Regions from separate parts of the Sus scrofa genome. Here region 2 is linked to region 1. A link is a contact called in public HiChIP or PLAC-seq data. All regions are on one chromosome and are shown on one strand. The core of a region is the stretch at or near the end of the contact, and the rest is flanking DNA. Distances in the headings are between cores, read along the strand shown.

The links. HiChIP or PLAC-seq counts read pairs in DNA pulled down with a chosen protein or histone mark.
Region 2: an H3K27ac HiChIP or PLAC-seq map of alveolar macrophages shows a contact between it and region 1. The contact joins the promoter of ACADVL here to the promoter of PSMB6 in region 1. A contact is called at or near these places in 1 of 5 promoter capture datasets (fetal liver) and 1 of 2 datasets of contacts at active chromatin or transcription factors (alveolar macrophages).

Annotation. Positions count from the first base shown.
Region 1 is chr12:52,096,550-52,099,605 of Sscrofa11.1, reverse strand. It overlaps PSMB6 (proteasome subunit beta 6), which reads left to right and starts at 1,465. Exons shown (of 6, transcript NM_001144926.2): 1 at 1,465-1,597; 2 at 2,000-2,067; 3 at 2,389-2,520; 4 at 2,633-2,762; 5 at 2,965-3,056. The coding sequence starts at 1,490.
Region 2 is chr12:52,572,205-52,574,949 of Sscrofa11.1, reverse strand. It overlaps ACADVL (very long-chain specific acyl-CoA dehydrogenase, mitochondrial), which reads right to left and starts at 1,429. Exons shown (of 20, transcript XM_021067809.1): 1 at 1,369-1,429. DLG4 (disks large homolog 4) reads left to right here and starts at 929. Exons shown (of 20, transcript XM_003481294.4): 1 at 929-1,424. The coding sequence starts at 1,395.

The DNA.
Region 1 (3,056 bases), core at 216-2,715:
TGGATCCCACTGCACCACAGCAGGAACTCTGCTAACCAAATTTAATTGTTTTGGGTTTCTTTTTTTTTTTTTTTTTCTGCTTTTTAGGGCCGCACCTATGGCATATGGAAGTCCCCAGGCTAGGGGGTGAAATGGAGCTGCAGCTTCTGGCCTACAGCACAGCCACAGCAACGCCAGATTTGCGCCACATCTGCAACCTACACCACAGCTCACGGCAACTCTGGATCCTTAACCCACTGAGTGAGGCCAGGGATCGAATCTGCATCCTCATGGATGCTAGTCGTCGGATTCCTTACCACTGGGCCTCAATGGGAAGTTCCCCAGTAACCCAATTTTAGCAAAGGAATGAGATATTTTTCTAAAGATTACAAATGGCTAATCTGCACATGAAAACATGTTCAATGTCACTAATCATTAGTGATTAACAAATGATTAGCAAAACAAACTCCACAAGATATCACTTCACATCCATTATAAAGGCTAAAATAAAAAATACTTTGAAGTTCCTGCTGTGGCTCAGTTTATCTGGCCTGTCACTGTGGAGGTGCTGGTTTGATCCAGGACCCAGAGCAGCGGGTAGAGGATCCAGCATCCCTGGTGTAGGTCATATCTCTGGCTTGGATTGGATACCTGGCCCAGGAGCTTCCATATGCCGCGCGGGGGTGGGGGGGGAAAGACCCCCACAAAAACCCACAATTAGAAGAGTTCCCATCATGGCGCAGCAGAAACAAATCCGACTAGGAACCATGAGGTTGCGGGTTCGATCCCTGGCTTCTCTCAGTGGATTAAGGACCCGGCCTTGCCATGAGCTGTGGTATAGGTTGCAGAGGCGACTCGGATCCGGAGTTGCTATGTCTGTGGCTGTGGTGTAGGCCGGTGGCTACAGCTCCCATTAGACCCTTAGCCTGCGAACCTCCATATGCCGTGGGAGCGGCCAGAGAAAAGGCAAAAAGACAAAAAAAAAAAAAAAAAGAAAGAAAGAAAGAAAGAAAAGAATTGGAGAAATTGGAATCGTCATTCATGATTGATGGGAATGTAAAAGAAAGCAGCTGCTACAGAAAAGCTGTCAGTTCTTTAAAATATTAACAATATTAACAAAAAGTTAATTTCACACCTAGAATTTTCTCCCAAGTATATACCTAAGTGAAGTGACAACATACTTCGGTCATCCTAAATCAGGGACGCTCAAGTCCATCTTGAATAAGCTTTGAACTGCAACTTAGGTAAACTATATCCGTTCCCGCATTACCAGTAGAAAAGTAGTCTCTGCAGATGGTTTGAGGTGTCTTTTTGTTTTGTTTTGTTTTGTTTCCTGGGGATTTGGGTCGGCTGGCCAGCGACACTCCCATTCAGCGCTCACTGTCGCAAAACATTCCTTTTCCCTTCTGCCGTCAACCGAGGCGTAGCTTCGTTCCCAGAAGGCCTCAGAGCGCGACTAAAGAGCGTGACGGAGCGCTTTACGACAGTTGCTTTGTGGCAGTAACGGAGGATGAAGATGGCGGCCACCTTAGTAGCTGCTCGGGGAGCCGGGCTGGCACCAGCCTGGGGGCATGAGGCCATTACCCCCGACTGGGAAAACCGGGAAGTCTCCACCGGGGTGAGCAAGGACGCGGGGTTCAGGAGATGCTCACAAGGCTTGAAATGATGGAAGGATAAAACCTGGCTGGGTTGGGAGAACTGGGTGGAGCGGAGAGAGGTGATGTGCTTAAGCAGGGGGAGAGGTATCTTAAGGATGCTGGAGTGATGTGATGGGAGGTGGAAGGTAAGGCTGAAGCGTGTAATTCTGGAGTATGCAGGACGAAAGCTTAAGGCCAGGGTGGGCCTTTGAGAATTTGAGGATTGGAAATCTGGTATTCTGCGGCCCCCGTGAGGATTTAATAATGAGTTAGTGGCGCACGACATTCTCCTACTCTTGAGACTGAATATACAGATCATTGAGGTTTGCGAATGCTGTAGAATATGGAGGGGCTCCGATTCACCCCTTTCTCCTTTTTCCCAGACCACTATCATGGCCGTGCAATTCGATGGGGGCGTGGTTCTAGGAGCCGACTCCAGAACAACCACTGGGTGAGCTCAGGACAGATATATGAAAGGTCTTCCCAACTTTTCCTTCCTTCCTTCCTTGCTTCTCAGTCCATTCTTACCCTCCATGAACTGCTGTGGGAAAGGAGATTTTTCCCGTCCCTGGAGAAAAGGATTTGTTCCAGTGTCTACGACCTGGTAGTTCTCGTCATCTTTGGGGGTTTGCAAAAGCTTGTTCTCCAGCCTACTTCAGTTTAAATGGGAACTAATAGGAAATGCTGGAATTTCTGTTGAGGGAGTGGATAGTAAATGATGGAGGAGGGGAGACAGGCGGGGTCCTTCCCTCACTCTTCTGCCATCCTGCAGGTCCTACATCGCCAATCGAGTGACTGACAAGCTGACTCCTATTCACGACCGTATTTTCTGCTGCCGCTCAGGCTCAGCAGCTGATACCCAGGCAGTAGCTGATGCAGTCACATATCAGCTTGGTTTCCACAGGTACTTGTGGGGCAGGGAGGGAGCAAGTATCTGAAAGGAATTGGGGCCTGAGGAGCGAAAAGGACTCCCATGTCCTGACACCTGCTTCCCTGTGACTCCCTTCACCCACTAGCATTGAGCTGAATGAACCTCCGCTGGTGCACACGGCAGCCAGCCTCTTTAAGGAGATGTGTTACCGATACCGGGAAGACTTGATGGCAGGAATCATCGTTGCGGGCTGGGACCCCCAAGAAGGGGGGCAGGTCAGATACCACCACCCCCAGAGTCCTGGAGCCATGCCTTTAATTCTCTCCCCACTCCGGCTATTTTCTAGTTCTCTTTCCAATCTCTGCTTCTCTTACTCTTTAATTCTTCACATACCAATCCCACAATGGACAGGTGAACCCAGACGAGTTACAGGAAGGGTACACATGGTGACACCACTGTTCTCCCTCCTTCTGGCAGGTGTACTCAGTGCCCATGGGAGGTATGATGGTGAGACAGGCCTTTGCCATTGGCGGCTCTGGGAGCTCCTATATCTACGGCTATGTGGATGC
Region 2 (2,745 bases), core at 180-2,679, 480 kb before region 1:
TTCACCAGCTCCCAGGTCAGCCCTCTGGCTCCTGGCCCCCCCACTATTGCGATGGGCACCCCCTCTCCTCACGGTGCTGCACAGTGACCTCTTCCAGGCCTTGCTGGGTGAGTAGCCCCGATTTTCCGAGGGGCAGCCGTGGAAAGGGCTGGCCTGGGGGCTGCTTGGGAGTCTGGAGATCTTTTGGTAGCTGCAGGAGCCCCAGGCAGGGGTCCTCCATCAGCGTCCACCAGCCCGGGCTGGAGGGGTTCCTCCCTTAGCGGGCAGACGGAGGTGAGGTGATGGCAGGGGCGGCCAGAGAGGCAGGGGGTGGGCGAGGTAACTCGGTGGTTCTGTTCCTGTGACAGACATCCTGGACTATTATGAGGCTTCCATCTCAGAGAGCCAGGTAAGGGGGTGAGGGTGGGGGCCCGACTTCCCGAGGGAGCAGGCAGGGCTGGAGGGGTGCGCAAAGCACTGCTACTATTACCCTGAGACTTGGGGGCCCTGGGACCACGGCCGGAGTCAGGCGCCCCTGCAGCCCCCTCTTCACCTGCCCCAGCTGCAGGCCCCAAAGGGTCCAGGACTCAGTCACTCTTGAGGCTTCCTCCTGTGCGTCTGAGGGAGCTGAGGCCCCCAGGGACTCCCTCGTGCCTGGCCCTCCCTCCCTGCCTGCCCCGAGCACAGCCTCTCTCCAGCGGCCCCGCCACCCTGGCGGCTCCCAGCCCATCTCGGGCTGCTTCCTCCTCCCTGGCTCTGCTGTCAGCGCTGGTGGCTCTGGCCAGGCCTCCATGTTGGCCTCAGGGCCTCTCCGCTCCTGCCTCCATCTCCTTTCCCATTATCCGGGTTCCTGCCAGCGCGGAAGGAGTTAAGCCTGCCAAGGCACCCCCCATTCTGCTCCTCGATCGCTCCCTCCCTCCCCCTGCTTCCTCTCTCCTCCTCTCTCCCCTTCCCTCCTCGGCTCCACGGCTCCCTCGGCCGCTGCCGCCTCCGACCCCCCCACCCCACTCCCCCGCCACGGCCCCGAGCCCCTGGCCGTTAGGCAAGACCCCCCCTTACCCCGGGGCTCCCCGAAATCCAGCTCCCCTCCCCCACCTCAGCTCATGCCCCAGCCCCCGAACTCCGGGGCTGCCAGCCCCCGGTGCCCCCGCCCCTCCTGAGAATCGGGGTGTGCTCCCCAAGCCCCCTCCCCTCCACTGGGGACCCCCTTTTAGGGCCCCCTTCCCCTCCCTCCCACGCTCCCCTCCCCTCCCCTTCTCCAACCCCCTCTTTCCCCTCTCACCCCTCCCCCCATCCTGGCCCCCCCTGCAAAAGTGGGGTGCGGAGGGGGGAGGGGTGAGAACCCAGGGAGGGGAGGAACGAAACTCCGATGAAGTCAGAGCCCCTTACCCGCCGCCGCGGCCAGGCCCCCCAACATGGACTGTCTCTGTATAGTGACAACCAAGGTAAGCCGTGATGGGGGGGCCAGTCACCTGGGGGGAGGGTGAGAGTTTGTGGGGAGGGGTTTGTCAGGCCTAATCTGCCGCCCGGGGGCCCTGGCGTGAGAGCATCCGAAGATGGATTTGGGGGTCATAATTTAGTTTGGGGGTTCACGGCTGAGAAAATGCTGGGTTTGGCCACAGGTGCCCCCTGGAGTGATCCCTTTGTACCTGGGGAGAAATGGAAAATAGGGGGTATTCTGTGACTTGGGGGCTGGTGGATTCTGAGCTTCACCAGTGATGTTTGAGGGAGACTTATTTAAGGAGAAGCCTGGCTCACATGGGAGTCCTGCCCGGTGTGTGTTAGAAGAGGGGCTCTGCGTGGGGGGTCCCCTTCTCCCCTGGGAGACAAACTGGTCTGCAGGTGTCTTGTCCAATTTCAGGGGGGCTCCTGGCTTGGGGGTAGGAGGTTACTGGTTGTGAGGGCCTGACTGGTCTGGGGGTGTCAGCTGGCACGGAAGGGGAAGGCCTTCAGGTTATAGAAGAAGCGTCTCGTGGTAGATACATTTGGGGGTGCTCTCATTTTGGGGGAGCAGTTAATTTAGGGTTCCAGCTTACGGAATGGGGATAGTTGGGAGTTGTCAGCGAGCTAGGGCCTGACATAGGATCACCTGAGGGAAGGGACCAGGTGAGGTTAGGATTGGGGGTGCTCCCTTGGGTGGTGGAAGGTTGCAGCAGCTGAGGCTGGCAGCTCCTGAGGAGGAGGAGGAGGAGAGGTTTGGGGAGAGAGGGGATTTGAGGAGGGGGACCAGGTGCATGGTGCAGAATTTGGGGGTGGCCCAGGCAGATGCCCATCACCCCCATCTCCTCCCACACAATATCTACCCCTGGTTGAGAAAGAGGGAGAAGAGCAGGTGGAGGGGATGTTCCTGTTACCCCTGACCCTTGGGATAAAGGTGGGGGAGGACACCTGGATTTAAGGTTACTGGGGTGAGAAGGAGTCAGAGGAGGGCCGGGCTGGCAGCCGGGAAGATCCGTACAAGGCTATCCCTGTGGTTGGAGTGCCAGAGATCCTGGCTGGCAGAGCTAGCAAGCTCCTGGTGGGATGCAGAATACCCTGGTCTTGGCTCTAGGACTCTGGGACTGGGAGGCTGGATGCCTGGTGTGTGGAGGGAGGCTTGGGCGGGTGGCAGGCAGCTGGGGGTTGGGGGGTGGGACAGGAAGTGGGGGCCGGGGAGGCGGGGTCTGGGTGAGTCACAGGCTGGGGAGGGGGTTATATTTAGTGGGAACTGCAGATTCTCAGGGGAGGGAGCTGAGGACACACATGTTCCCTGCCACAAACTCACAC